Linked DNA regions of Rattus norvegicus: region 2 is linked to region 1. Evidence: chromatin contacts called from public Hi-C data. All regions are on one chromosome and are shown on one strand. The core of a region is the stretch at or near the end of the contact, and the rest is flanking DNA. Distances in the headings are between cores, read along the strand shown.

What was found. Hi-C and Micro-C count contacts between places; a contact is called where the count stands out from the background.
Region 2: a contact with region 1 is called in a Hi-C map of liver, with 4 times the contacts expected there. The contact joins the promoter of Dnttip2 here to the enhancer-like site in region 1. A contact is called at or near these places in 5 of 12 Hi-C or Micro-C datasets (the Rat2 cell line, Schwann cells, hepatocytes and 2 more).

The regions. Positions count from the first base shown.
Region 1 is chr2:212,986,649-212,994,264 of GRCr8, reverse strand. Abca4 (ATP binding cassette subfamily A member 4) reads right to left here. Exons shown (of 50, transcript NM_001107721.1): 50 at 7,536-7,616. Among named protein-coding and RNA genes, the nearest start is that of Gclm, 42 kb to the left of the region's middle. Within about 2 kb of position 2,959, at least 1 of the 93 cell types and tissues checked has an H3K27ac peak or open chromatin away from gene starts, as enhancers often do. A contact at or near this core is called in liver, where this site is marked.
Region 2 is chr2:213,053,898-213,061,513 of GRCr8, reverse strand. It overlaps Dnttip2 (deoxynucleotidyltransferase, terminal, interacting protein 2), which reads right to left and starts at 2,539. Exons shown (of 7, transcript NM_001399742.1): 1 at 2,466-2,539; 2 at 1-1,611. The coding sequence starts at 2,516.

The DNA of each region.
Region 1 (7,616 bases), core at 1,710-4,209:
TATCTATTCCTGGAAAGGTATCTACAAACACTAGGAGATAAGCAATTTGGGCCTTTTCTTCTGTTGTACATTCTAAGTGAGGCCATCCCTTAGTCCAATCCCAGTTCTCAGTGCCTGTCTCTTGTAGGCCTGTAACCAGGATAGGCTCCTGCATAGCCATTCTCCGAGCCACTTTATCCACCAAGCCATCCTGTCCAATCTATTAAGACAACTTTTAAGATTGAACTTAAGGGCTGGAGAGCTGGCTCAGTGGTTAAGAGCACTGACTGTTCTTCCAGAGGTCCTGAGTTCAATTCCCAGCAACCACATGGTGGCTCACAACCATCTGTAATGGGGATCCGATGCCCTCTTCCAGTGTGTCTGAAGACAGCGACAGTGTACTCACATACATGAAATAAATAAATCTTAAAAAAAAAAAAAGATTGAACTTAAAAAGCTTGCTCAGTTTTAGACTATAGAGTAAAAGTGGCCATGCCAGGGGTCTGATTGGAGGGCCTTCCTTTGTATGGCATTTGCCTAAGCTCTACTATTTATCATCTTCAGGGTGAAAAGATAGTGAGGAGAAAGGCCAGTATGGGTAGTGACTGACGGAATGAGTAGCGTGATGTACTCAAACCTGTCAACCTGTATAACGTCCTCCATTTGCTGCTTAAGATTTGTTTTTCTGTTGGGGAAGGAATTGATCCATTCAGTCTTTTAGCTATTTCTGTATACCAATTAAAATGTACCTTGTCTTTGTGGGGGGTCTTTGATCTACTTTTTGCTAATATATCCCCTAAGTAGCCAGTTTTATCAAATAAAAATGTCTCCATTACGATGGTTGGTTTGTTTGTTTACTTGTTTGTTTTTGAAACAGGGTCTCTCTATGTAACCCTGGCTGTCCTGGAACTCACAGAGATCAGCCTACCTCTGCCTCTCTAATGCTGGGATTAAAGGTGTGCACTACCACATCTGGACCATTATGATAGCATGAGTGCAATTCAATCTCTGGCATGAGCAAGATATTTTTTTCTCAATCTACAAAAAGTTTAGGTCTAAAATTCTTACAGATAAAATTCCCTAAATCCCAGACGATGGCTCTGATTAGAAAACCCATTATCAAAATATTAGCTGAGATTTCTAACTGGATCTAATCCAGTCTAATCTAATGGTTTCTTAAATCAATCAAAACAGCTCAAAACATGGGTTTGCCGAGTTCAGAATCCAAGAGTGAATTCACCCCTGCCCTGTACTCACCGGGAGAGGCCCTGGTCCAGTAGCTCTGCTCCATCATTAGCCCCCCTGCAACTCTACCTGAGATCCAGCTCCCCTCTCTGAGGAAGAAAAGGACACGCTCGACAGGAGGTAACTGAGCAGACAGACTGACTGATGAGGGCTGGAGAGAAGATAGCTCAGCACTGACTGTTCCTCCAGAGTTCAATTCCCAGCAACCACATGGTGGCTCACAATCATCTGTAGTGGGGTCTGATGCCCTCTTCTGGTGAGCACTCATATGCATAGAATGAATAAATAAGCCTTAAAAAAAAAAAAAAAGACTGAGGAATCAGATGGCTCAGGCGGTCCAGAGAGTGCTACCACACTGTTAGAAAACCCTGCCAAAAGACAAGAGAAATAGCCTGGTGACACAGTTTGGCATGTCACTAAAATGGACCTATTTCCTCCATTTGTAGTCTGTGGCTGGCAGAAAACTTGTCATTAGCCAGTTTCAGCCACTAGTTTTAAGACTATGTTCTCTTATTAGGTTTAGCGTAAGACTAGCTTAATTTAACTTTAGCTGTCTGGGTTGCTGGGGAGAGAGCAGGTAAGATCATACTTAAGCACGGTGTGCTCCCTTACTAAGGTAACTCATACTTAAGCACGGTGTGCTCCCTTCCTAAGGTGAGATCATACTTAAGCACGGTGTGCTCCCTTCCTAAGGTGAGATCATACTTAAGCACGGTGTGCTCCCTTACTAAGGTGAAATCATACTTAAGCACGGTGTGCTCCCTTCCTAAGCCAAGTGCCTCCTTCAGAGTTAACCCTGTATCCCCTGATACTCAGACACAAGGATCTGCAGGCACATCCCAGCTTTGGCTTCATCTACACCAGATGTTCTCAACCTTCCTATTACTGCAACCCTTTAAAATACAATTCCTCATGTTGTGGTGACCCCCAACCATAAAATTATTTCTTAATTATTGCTATTTCATAACTGTAATTTTGCTACTGTTATGATGAACTGTAGTGTAAATATTTGATATGCAGAATAGCTGATGTTTGACCCCCAAAGAGGTCACAAGCCACGGGTTGAGATCCACTGGTTCGGGGTTGGGGATTTAGCTCAGTGGTAGAGCGCTTGCCTAGCAACCGCAAGGCCCTGGGTTCGGTCCCCAGCTCTGAAAAAAGAAAAAAGAGAGATCCACTGGTTCAGTGTCACGTATCTGGCCGCTGAGTGAATGAAAAAGATGTTTTTGACATAGTCTCTGTCAACAAAGCTATTGATAGGGGACCTTCGCTGATTTGAGCCACTACTCTGAGGTGTGCTGTGTTTCTGAGTGCTGTGCCCGTTTCATAAGCCCCCAAAGACCACCAAGGAGCCAATTCCAATCTCACTAGGGTCTTTATGACAAACTCGAGCTTGGACCACACCGCCATCTCTGACACAGCACCACAGATAGCAGGACAGGAGACCGAAGCCCCAAGTTCTCAACGGGGCCAGGATTTATTGGAAATGGCAAGCAAGCAAGGGGGTTTCTAGCTTATCACACATCTGATTGGGTGGCCAGTACAGAATTTTGTTGACCTTTAACATAATTGGCTGGTGCTGGGAGCTAAGCCATAAACTTAACTTCTGCTTTCCTCCAGATTAGTGGTTGTTAGGAAGGGGAGTGCCGGGGCAGGCTTGTAACCTGGTAACTAGTGCTAGGTGCTGACTGTTGGTTAACTCAAGTTCAACCTTAGGTCAGGGTCTCTAAGATGGATCCTGAGCCCAAGATCTGGTGAGCATGCCTATTCCACATAATCACATTGATCAGGACCCAGAGTCCTTCCAACTGTGCTCTGGCATGCTGAGTCACTCAGGAAGTTGTTACGGTTGAAGCTGGGCTACTAGATCACAGACCTGGGAAAGGGGACTTGAGGGGTTCTTCTTGGACCTTGCATGCATCTCTTCCACTGTTCAGGGAAGCTTGAGAAATGCAGCTCTTTTTTCTTTTCTTTTCTTTTTTTAATTTATTTACAATTTACATTTTTTCCATCTTTATTAAATTGAGTATTTCTTATTTACATTTCAAATGTTATTCCCTTTCCAGGTTTCGGGGCCAACATCCCCCTTACCCCTCCCCCTCCCCTTCTTTATGGGTGTTCCCCTCCCCATCCTCCCCCCATTACCGCCCTCCCCCCAAGAATCACATTCACTCGGGGTCCAGTCTTGGCAGGACCAAGGGCTTCCCCTTCCACTGGTGCTCTTACTAGGCTATTCATTGCTACCTATGCAATTGGAGCCCAGGGTCAGTTCATGTATAGTCTTTGGGTAGTGGCTTAGTCCCTGGAAGCTCTGGTTGGTTGGCCTTGTTGTTCATATGGGGTCTCAAGCCCCTTCAGCTCTTTCAGTCCTTTCTCTGATTCCTTCAACGGGGGTCCCGTTCTCAGTTCAGTGGTTTGCTGCTGGCATTCACCTATGTATTTGCTGTATTCTGGCTGTGTCTCTCAGGAGAGAACTACATCCAGTTCCTGTCAGCCTGCACTTTTTTGCTTCATCCATCTTATCTAGTTTGGTGGCTGTATATGTATGGGTCACATGTGGGGCAGCTCTGAATGGGCGTTCCTTCAGTCTCTGTTCTAAACTTTGCCTCCCTATTCCCCCCCCAAGGATATTCTTGTTCCCCTTTTAAAGAAGGAGTGAAGCATCCCCATTTTGGTCACCCTTCTTGAGTTTCACGTGTTCTATGCATCTAGGGTAATTCGAGCATTTGGGCTAATAGCCACTTATCATGAGTGCACACCATGTGTGCAGCTCCTTTTTCTTAAGATGTTTTTACTTGTATATATGAGTGTCTGTCTCATGCATACCAGAAGAGGGCATCAGATCTCATTACAGATGGTTGTGAGCCACCATGTGGTTGCTGGGAATTGAACTCAGAACCTCTGGAAGAGCAGTCAGTGCTCTTAACCTCTGAGCCTGAGAAATGCAGTTCTTATGTGAGCAACCGTGCAACAAATCATACCCATGTCTAGGAGGAGAATGACTGGGTGTCACACGGTAGCGGTCTCCCCACGACCTGTCCTTTTAAACACCCAGGTGCTTCTAGGTTGTGAGGTCAATGTCAGCCACTGAGGAGGGCTTCAGGAGTGTACAGTTGTGGAGATGCATAGCCCTGCACCCTGAGAAAGTCCTGTATTGAGATTGATGCCCCACTATTGCCCCCTTGAGGTTCTAGGTAGCTGCACTCATAATTTCCTTATGTACTGTGTCCGAACAATTATGCACCCAGTCCTGCCCGCTGTTTCCCCCACTGACATTTTCATGCTGTCTGCTTAGTATTTATTGAAAATCTATTATGTAGCGAAACATCAGAAAAGAACATTAAGTAACAGAGGGTATAAAGATGAGTAAAGATTCAAGATTCATATCTTGTGATCTAGTAAAGGTGTGAGGGAAGCGGAATGATTCGTCACAGAAGAGTTTACAAGGCCTTCAAGATGGCTACATGGGTGCTTACCACCAAGCCTGATGACCCAAATTTGCCCCCTGGGACCCCTGTGGTAGAAGAGAACGGACTCCATGCTTTTGGAAACCTCATTAGGTAGATGATTACTCCTGTCCCACCCTTGCATAGTCTTCTCTCTCTTGTCACAATCGCTAATCTACCTCTAGCGAGGCGCAACTAAAGGCTTTACCACACGTGTTCACTTTCCCTTGTTCCCTGTCAGCAGCAGATGCCGGGCCTCGGCCTCAGTGTTCCTCTCCCACAAGCCCTTGGGACTCCGGAACCATGGTTGGCCCGAGAAGTGCTGCTGGAAAGGGTTTATACGAAAAGACTATCTGTAGGCCCGACAGGGGAGACTACCTTGGAAAAGAAATCTGTTCCCCTTCTTTACTCAGTTTCGGTTAAAACTACTTAGCTTCGAGTTCTTGGTAAGCTCTGGTGTGAACTGCTGGAAGCCATGTATGCTGTAGTCTTCTGATGCCCCTGCAGCAACGGCGCTCATTAGCACCAGAGAGGGTGTCAGCGCTCCGCCCATGACGGAAGCTGTGTGAGGAGATTCTGAGATCTTGTGAGAAAACTTCAAGTAAACAAGACAAGAGTGTGTAATCTCTGTACCCGCATAACGTGGGTTGTTCTTGGAATATGCTTTCGTGCCCCTCACAGGTGCAGTGGATAGGAGTGAGTTCAGGTTACAGACAATTGGCTGTCATTACTCGTTTATGTGCCTCTATGCAAAAACATGTTTTTGCCATGTGTGGCTTGTCCTTGTGATTGTACACTTTATTCAGGTGACTCTTCCTGCTTTTTTAAAAAATCTTTTTTAATTTTTTATTTAAATTTTATTTATTATTTATTTATTTATTTACATCCCAAATGTTGCTTCCCCTCCCAGTCCCTCCTTCTCAGAGTCCCTCCCTCCCACCCCCCTTCATCATCTCCCACTGAGGCCAGACAGAACAGCCATGGAGGCTGAGCTGCTTGTCTGCCGCATACGTGCCTATGTGCCTGGGGCCTAGTTCCAGCCTGTGTATGTTTTTTGGTAAGTGACTCAGACTCTGAGAGCTCTCAGGGGTACAAGTTTGTTGATTCTGTTGGTCTTCCTGTGGGCTTCTCATCCCCTTCAGGGCCTTCAATCCTTCCCTTAACTCTTCCAGAAGTGTCCTGACTTCCGTCTAATGTTTGGCTGTGGGTGTGTCTGCATCTGTTTCAGATAAGTAGAGCTTCCCAAAGAAAGCTATGCTAGGCTCCTGTCTGCAACATAGTTTCATTAACTATGTCAGGGATTGGTGTTTGCCCATGGGATGGGTTTTGAGTTGGACCCGGTTGGCCTTTCCTTCAGTCTCTACTCTATCCCTGCATTTCTTTTAGACAGGACAAATTTTGAGTGGGTTGGTGTCCTTATCCCTCCCCTAGGGGTCCTGCCTGGCTACAGGAGGTGGCCTCTTCAGGTTCCATGTCCCCACTGTTAGGCATCTTGTCTAAGGTCACTTGCATTGACTCCTGGGAGCCTCCCCTATCCCAGGTCTCTGGGATTTCCTAGAGATTCTCCACTCCCCCCATCACCACCCTCAGCAGCTGCAGATTTCCATTTCTTAGGGCCCTCTGGGTCTCTCTCCTGTCTCTCCCCTCACCTGCCTCTACCTCCCCATTCCTCTCCCTCTCCCTCTCCCTCTCCCTCTCCCTCTCCCTCTCCCTCTCCCTCTCCCTCTCCCTCTCCTACCCAGTTCCCTCCCTCAGCCTCCTCTGACTATTTTGTTTCCCCTTTTAAATGTGGTTCAAGCACACATGCCCAATCCTTCCCTCTTGTTTAACTTATTTGGGTCTGTGTGGTATATCATAATATTCTATACTTTATAGCTAATATCCACTTATCAATGAGTACATACCATGCACATACTTAGTCACCAGGGAAATACAGATCAAAACGACACCAATCAGTATGGCTAAGATCAAAACCTCAAGGAACAGCACATGCTGGTGAGGATGTGGAGAAGGGAAACACTCCTCAACTGTTTGAAGGTTTGCAAACTTGTACAATCACTCGAAATCTACCTGGCAGTTTCTTAGAAAATTGGAAATAGTTCCACCTGAAGACCCAGATATACCACTCTTGGGCACATACACAAGAACACATGCCCCACTATGTTCTTAGCAGCCTTATTTGTAATAGCCAGAAACTGGAAAGAACCCGGATGTCCCTCAACCGAAGAATGGATACAGAAAATGTTGTTCAGATGACCCTTCTTACCCTCAGAGTATAAATTGTCTGATGCTCTGAATAAAGTAGCCTGTTGCATAGGACTTTAGTCTGCCTCAGTCTTAGACCCTGCTCTTCTTGATTCGCGCTGCCACTGGAATGGTGAACAGAGGAAGCCTTGGCTTCTCTACAAGGACGTACTAGGTGTAATAATCCAACAAGACTCATCCCTGCTCATCCATGTCCCTTCACCTCCTGTCCTTACTGTACCTGATGAGTAGGCACTCAAACATGCTACACCAAAAAGATGTCAAACTTACATACAGAGAATATCTGTGGATAGTCTTTACATGTATTACCTGTAGCTAATGCTTACATGCATTACTAGGTGGGTGTTTTCCTTAGCCCAACCGTATGAAGACTTTGATGCATGACATCACAGTGAGCCCAACTGTATGAAGACTTTGATGCATGGCATTACAGTGAGCTCATTCCCTTCCACTCCAGTGTTGCAGGACTTTTGTGACTACTAGTATAGCTGTGTCAATGGCTCTCATGGAAGCTCAACCCTCTGAGAAAGCCAGAAACTGTACCAGAGGCTGAACACTAATGACCTCTTGCCGAGCGGGAGATTAATGAGCAGAATAGCTCATCAGGAAGCTGCTTTTTATTCTTCCTCCCAAATAACACCCACACATCCATACCCCTCCCACTCCACAAAAGTAGATCCA
Region 2 (7,616 bases), core at 1,290-3,789, 68 kb before region 1:
GAGGAAGTCTTCCTCATCACTAGATTCATCCTTCTTCTCATCACCGTCTGATGAGTCTTCACTATTTTCCTCCTCTCCCTCCTCATCTTCTTCTTCCTTTTCTTCCTCAATAGCAGCCTCACTTGGAGTCTTATCTTCCAGGTAAAAGTTTTTATCAGCACTCAATCCAGGAGTTCTGTCGATTACAAACAGTGCACTACCACAGGCAGGATCTTCCAAGTCCTCAGCTGATGCCTCCTTTTGGCCACTGTTTTCAACAGGACACAAAGTGTCCCTTTCATTCTCACTGCTGTCAGACTGTTGGCTTTCATCACTGCTAAGAAATAATAGAATAGGACTATCTGTATGCCGAGACATGCTGAGTTCAGACTTGCATGGCATGGCATCACATTCAAGAGCGACATCCCTTTGGCTGCTCTTGTCCTCACTGACACCTACACTTGCAGGCTCATCATTGCTATTACCACAATCACTGAACTGTGCCAAGTCACTCTTTTCTACGTTGCCCCCTCTCTCTTTATTACATCTTTCTATTTTCACAACTGCAAACTTGTGCTCTAGTGATTTCATTACAGCCTCCTGCTCTGGACTTGAAGCCTGGGATGTGGCTTTACGTGGGATGCTTGAATGCTTCAGAGACACTGACTGCTGAGGGCTGGAGTCTTGAGCTTTGGAAAGACTCAGCTGGGAATCTTCCTCATTAACTACTTTTTCCTCTATTACTTTGGGGTCCTCCTCATCCAGATTCTTACAATTCTTTATGACTTCTGTAAGAGATACAACATCGGCTTGTTTTTCCTCTTGGATATGCAAATTTTGGTTTTGGGTTGTCAGTTTTTCCCCTGAATTTCTGTGAATGGAATCGTCAAAGTCATTATTATACGTTTCACTATCAGAAATAGTCGGCATATTTATCTGAGACTGCAGTCTTGCCGATGACAACTGAGAGGGCTGTTTAGCTTCTGAGTCCTCTGAATCCACAGACGGACCCACGATTGGCTTTTTATTTCCTGGTGTAATCTCAGTATCTTTTTTCTCAGCTTGGAACTCTAATTTCTTCTGCACATTCCTGCCTGTTCTCCTCGGTGCACTCTCCAATGATGAAATGCCTGAGCAGGACCACTCAGCATCAGATATAGTTTCCGAATATGATTCTTGGCTTGAATCTCTTTGAGATTTAGCCTTATTTCTGGTTCTTCTTTCTGTGGAAGGTACAACCATAGAAACCCCTGAAACATGAGACTCTGCTTCAGAAACAGCTCCTTCATCCCCAGATTCATGTTGAGGGAGTTGAGGGATTACTTTCTGCCTTTTCCTAACACTGGACTTCGGGGTGGGCACAATTACAACCTGACGTTTCCTAGTTACTCTTATAATGGGCTCTTGGACCTCTAACACAGAAGAAACCCCAGAAGCATGAGACTCCGTTTCAGAGGCCTCTCCATCAGAAATCAGTACAGTGATCTCCGCTGGGCCTGCGGTTCTGCTGTTCCTGCTGCCAGAGAGGGCTGAGTTCTGCTCCTCAGCAGACTGCGATCCAGCAGTGCTGCCTTTCGATCCCGATTCTTTTTTGCTTTCTGGATGTGTTCCAATTCTCCGAGGAACAGACCTCTGAAAACCAATAACAAATACGATATAGTTTAGATAGGGCAGGGACAAGAGCAGAGGTGGCATGGCCTAGGGAGCAACACTTTAGAAGGTACTAATCAAAGCCAAACTCACGATAAAATACCTATTTTTTTACTTGCCTCATCCTAGGCTTCAGAAAGCAGAACTAAAAAGAGAACTTTCTCCACTTAAAGAACGAGGGGGAGGGGTTGGGGATTTAGCTCAGTGGTAGAGCGCTTGCCTAGGAAGCGCAAGGTCCTGGGTTCGGTCCCCAGCTCCAAAAAAAAAAAAAAAGAACCAAAAAAAAAAAAAAAAAAGAACGAGGGGGAAATTTTTAAATCATTTACAGAGGCTCAGGGAGCGAGGGAGTTAAGTACTAATTGAACACGTGTTTAGGAGTGTGCAAAGTAATCCTGTTTGTCTGGATTTTTACATACAGGAAAGGGCTGCTCTAGATCCCTTACCACACAATCTAAAGAGCATAGCACCCGAAGACAATCAGAGGCTCTGAGAGAGACCACGCCTTCATATGCCGGAGGAGTTAGTGCTGGGCCATTGCCAGTCTCTCCACGTGAAAACGATGCTCCTTCCCATCCCCAAAACTAGGCTCGGTCGAGGTGACTGGAATTACCCTTCCTTGGTATTGTCTCAAACAGTAAACTTAAAAGGCCTCATTTGCCCAAGGCGAGCTACGGACTCACAAGGGCCCTAAAAGAACCCCCGGGCCCAAACAAGTTCTGAACCGGCCGGATGCAGTACCACGCGCTCACGGCTGGGTTCCTCCTCCCTCTCCTCCGCACCCCCGAGCTGCTCTGCCTACTGGCGAGGAGACCGGGAGAACCCGGGACCCATCTCACCTTCCGTTGGGAACTTTCTTGGATCCTGGACCCAGACCTAGTGACCACCATGTTTGCGACTCCGTATTCCCCGCAGTCAGCGTAGCTTCCTCTGTTCCGACGCTTCGGAAGTACGTCAGACCAGGGCCTGGATTAGGTTTCCCCGCGGAAACCGCGGCTCAGAAGAATCGTTCCTTTTCCGGCTCTGCTGCAGTTCTACACAGACATCTCCACCGTAGGGCTAGAGCGGGTCAGCCGGGTGCACTAGACCCGATCCGCTTCTAGTTTTGAGCGTCTCCGCTGTGCGCACCGCAGCGGTAGAGGTCTTCCTCGCCGTTTAACACAAAATGGGAAGTCTCATTTATTCTCCTTTCCATCCGTCTCAACCTGTGCAGTAGTTGTGAGATCTTTGACGTGAGTCTTTACTAAAGGAAGCCAAAGGGAGATTTTATTTAGTCCTTTGAGAAAACAGTATTTTAATAATGAGTATTTTAATAATTTAATAAATGAGATTTCGATATTTGATTGGGATACAAGGGTGTATGTTAAATGCACCGAGGTTCTCAGAGAATCATTAGAAAACTGATTTAACTAAAATATCTCGAGATAAGTATGCTTTTTTAAAAAAAAGTGAAATAAATTGTGGAGAGGGAGAAAAGTTTTGTTTTTTAACTATGTAGAGACTGGCCAGAATCAAAGTTTTTTTTTCCCCTTTTTCTTTTGTTTCGTTGGGCCAAGATCTCTCTCTACATAGCCCTGGCTGTCCTAGAACTCACTATGTAGGTCCAGAACTCACAGAAATAGATCTACCTCTGCCTCACAAGTATTTGGATGCATGGGCCACCGCACCCGGCTGAGGTGTTTTAGTTTTAGTTTTGCTGATGAAAGATAGAGAACTAGAATATGTTGAGCGGTTACAAAAGGGATAGAGGAGGGGGTAAAAGAATTAGTGTTGGATGCAAGAAGAAAATGGTTCATCAAACCTATTTTTCTTCACTTTTAAATAAAATTTATTTTCCTAAAAATCATATGGATGCATTACTTCTACATTAAGTAGCTCCTCTTCGTTCCCCTTGGAGCCAGGTATACGAAACACTAGTCATGCTTACTAAGTAAGGTGGGTTTTTTGGTTTTTGTTTTTTACCTGGAGAATTGTAGTCTCTGGTTTTCACACATATGCCATGAGAAAACAGCCTATCTTTAGGAGTGACATAAAAGTGAAAAACAAGAATACGAGTTCCTACTCATTTGTGGAACTTGAAGACAAAAGTCTTCAAGCTCTTGACACAGGCTAGGCTTAGCGAAAAACCCTATGACAATTGAGGGCTGTTACTTTTCAGTTTAAGTTTTACAGAGTTCTATCTTGTTCTCTCTGCTATCTGGAGGAGGGTCACTGCACGACGGGAGTACGGTGAGGACTATTTCTGGCCAAAATAGCCAGTGAGAGACTGAGGTCTTTAGTCTGAAGAACTGTCTAGGAGAGGATAATGTCTAGGGGTGGAATAATATACACTAAATGTACACTTGACTTTACTAGACATGCCAAAGCCAGGCATGGTAGTACGTGATGTGCAACCTCAGTACTTGTAGTACTTACACAGGAGGACCCAGGCCAGTTTAAGCTATAACAAGATTGTGTCTCAAACAAACAGTAAAAGAAATGCCTGGGTAATTTCCAGAGATAGTCCCAGTCTTACCAACATCAGAGATACGTCTGCATCATGTATACATTAACACTTGCTGTTGTCGGTCTTTACATTTTTCATTAGTGACATCTCACTATAGTTTAACCTGCGTTTCCCTGATAATAATAATGTTGAACATCTCTTAACAGTCTCCTTGGCTACCCAGGGGCTTGTTTTGTTTTTTTTTTTTTTTTTTTTTTTTTTTGTTTTTTGTTTTTTTTTGGTTCTTTTTTTTCGGAGCTGGAGATCGAACCCAGGGCCTTGCGCTTCCTAGGCAAGCGCTCTACCACTGAGCTAAATCCCCAGCCCCTTTTGTTTTTTTTTTAGAAAAGGCTAAAGATCTCTACATATTCTGAATATAAGACCTTATCAGGGTGTCTAAATATTTTTACCTATTCTGGGAATTCTTTTTATTATCTTTACAGTATTTTTTTTGAAGCACAAATTCAGAAAATTTTGCCCAATCTTTTTATGTTTCAAATACTTAAAAGTTTTTTTTTTGTATTTTCTTTAAAAAGCCAAAATATTGGTGGTGGTGGTGGTGGTACTGCATGCCTTTATTCCCAATGGTTAAGAGGCAGAGGCAAGTAGATCTCTGGGTTCAAGGACATACTGGTCTACACAGTGAGTTTCAGGACAGCCAGGGTACACAGAGAAACCCTGTCTCAATAAATCAATCAACAAGCACACAAAAGAAGTCAAGGAAACAGTTTTACTTTTAAGTTCATCAACATATTTATTTTGAAGTTAATATTTCTGTGAAAAAGCTTTAAGGTTTTTATTTCTTTGTTGTGTCACTAACACTAAAAAAAATAGAAAATGTTAATAAAAAAAAAAACCAACTAGAGAAAGGACAAATTGCTGCTAGGAAGAAAAATCCCGTGCGTTCTGTGGAAGTAGGAGTACTCTCTTCAAAGAGCTGAGGAAAACTACCTGGAAGTCATGTAAATGCTCATTTGCGCATGGTTACCTATATCACTCAGGGGGACAGTGCCTGCCTTGAAGTTGTGGGCCCAGGGTTCAATCTCCAGCACCATTACAAATAAAGATTGAAAATGAAATACATTTTCAGACAAACAGAACCTATAAAGGTTACTGCATGTGCTAGTCAGCTGTCTGATAGTATGACAAACTTCTGACTTAACCTTTAATCTAAGATTTACCTAGGCTAGTAGCTCAAAGGTTGTAGTCCATGTCACTTATCTCTGTCCCTGTAGGCTGATGGCAAGACAAAATGGTGGAGTGTGTGACAGCAGAGTTGTTCACAGGGAAGATGAGATGAATACAGAGAAGAGGAGCCAGGGTCCCACCCCTCTTCAAGAATTCCAATGACCTTACCCCCACTAGGCCCCACTTCCTAGTTTCTACCATCTCCCCACAACACCCTCAGCTGAGGACCAAGTCTCTAATACATGACCCTTTGTGGGACATTAAAGATCCAAACCATAACACTATTCCGAAGATGTTGGTGAAAAAAATTACTAAGGATATGAAAGGGAAAGGTCAATTTAAAGAGCACAGTGCAAGAATCCGGATTGAACAAAGGGATGAGCTCACAAAGTACTTTATCCCAACTTGTGTGTGTGTGTGTGAAGCTTTAGTCTTTTCTATGTTACTTTTCCAACCTTACCCAACAGACCATCAAGTCTTTTGTATGTATAACTGTGTTCATGTGCCTGTGTGCCCATACATGCATGCACAGACCAGAGGTCTTCACTCGCTACATTTCTCTTAACACAGGCGGCCATCTTATTTTTTGAGGTGGAACCTGTAGCTTGCTGAGTTGACTGCTTCCCACTGTTGGATCACTGTTCCACCGCCATGCCTGGCTTTTTGTGTGGATGCTGGGATACACACACACACATCCTCATGCTTGTGGGAGGTATCCATGAAGCCATCTCCCCAGCCCCAGGTGAACACTTTGAAGATGCTTTCATTGTACCAACATGCTTACATATAAATGTCTCATCATTTGACAAAATATTTACAATTCAGACAAAGAAAAATCACTACCCATTGGGGATTTAGCTCAGTGGTAGAGTGCTTGCCTAGCAAGCACAAGGCCCTGGGTTTGGTCCCCAGCTCCGAAAAAAAGGAAAAAAAAAAAAATCACTACCCACAATGCTCAGCACACCTTGTCCCAACCTGATTCTAAAAGTTGATTCCTTTAGGAAAGTCTTGTCCTTACCCTTCTGCCCATAGCCTTTTCCCTACATTCCCAACCTTTTCCTCACTTCTGCCATCAACCAATACAGCTTCTGCTCTTCATGCCCTGCTCGCCTGCCCTGTGAATATACTGTGAACTTTTAAAGATTGTTCACGTCTGTAGGATTCTGCATAGTATACAGCACACTATTGAGTGAATCAATAGCTAATGGTTTAGATATTTTTCAAATAACTCATTTATTTTCAGATCATTGTGTTTGATTTTAAATGGTTCAGAATCACTGTGAGGCTTTTAGATGTTCCCATTATTCAAACAACCCAAATTAAAAACATACAACTCACATTTTAAGTAATATAAGCAAAATAAAAATTATCTTTAACAATGCCTTATATTTTGTTTTAGTATTCTACTATAGACACATAAGAATAATTATTTCCATTTTCTGCTTCCCTCAAAACTATAAAATGCTGTTACATATTTTTGAAAAATCAAACTCCTTCATATCCTTTCATCAATTTTATGTTGAAAAGAGAGTTATTTTGAAGCACTGGAATTAGTGTTGGAAAAATAGGTTTAGAGTCCAAAGCTGGTGTGTTTGCGAATAAGAACACAAGCTGACAAGTGATTTAAATTCCTTAGAAACCTTCACAGTTCTCCATATGTACATGTGGCAGAAGGATGAATTGCCAGCCAATATACATCAGTGATCAGTTGCTTACATTTCAAAGATCAAAACACTTGGTGGGAAGCCTAGAAGGAAACACTTAAAGACATATAATTAAGAACTCTTATCTCTGAAAAGCAAGGTCCACATTTTAGTTACTGCTTGGCTCTGAAATACAAGTCTGAAGTATTCATGCAAAGTAGACAAAATAGCCTTATGGTTTCCACAGAGAATCTGAACTACTATGCAATACAGAAGAACTTCAGTTTTCACTTTACATTTGTATATTTTTAGGAATAATTCATAATTTATTTCTAAATTGTACTGTCTAATTTCAAATAGTTCAAATTTAATGTGGTGCTTCAGGTCCTAGATGTTACCATCATTGCTTCAAACGAAAGCATAAACTGACATGTCCAGATGAGCATTTTTCAGGACTCAACATCTACTAGCTAGTTCTATTCACGTTCTCGCACTGGTCGTCCTTAAATGGATGCTGTATCAGAGTTCTGCCGTCAGTATGCTCAACAGGGGCAGGGTGTGAGAGCACACACCTTTAATCCCAGCACTAGAAAGGCAGAAGCAGGCAAGTCTCTATTTGAGGCCAGCCTGATCTATACAGCAAGCTCCAGGACAACATAAAGACCCTGTCTCAA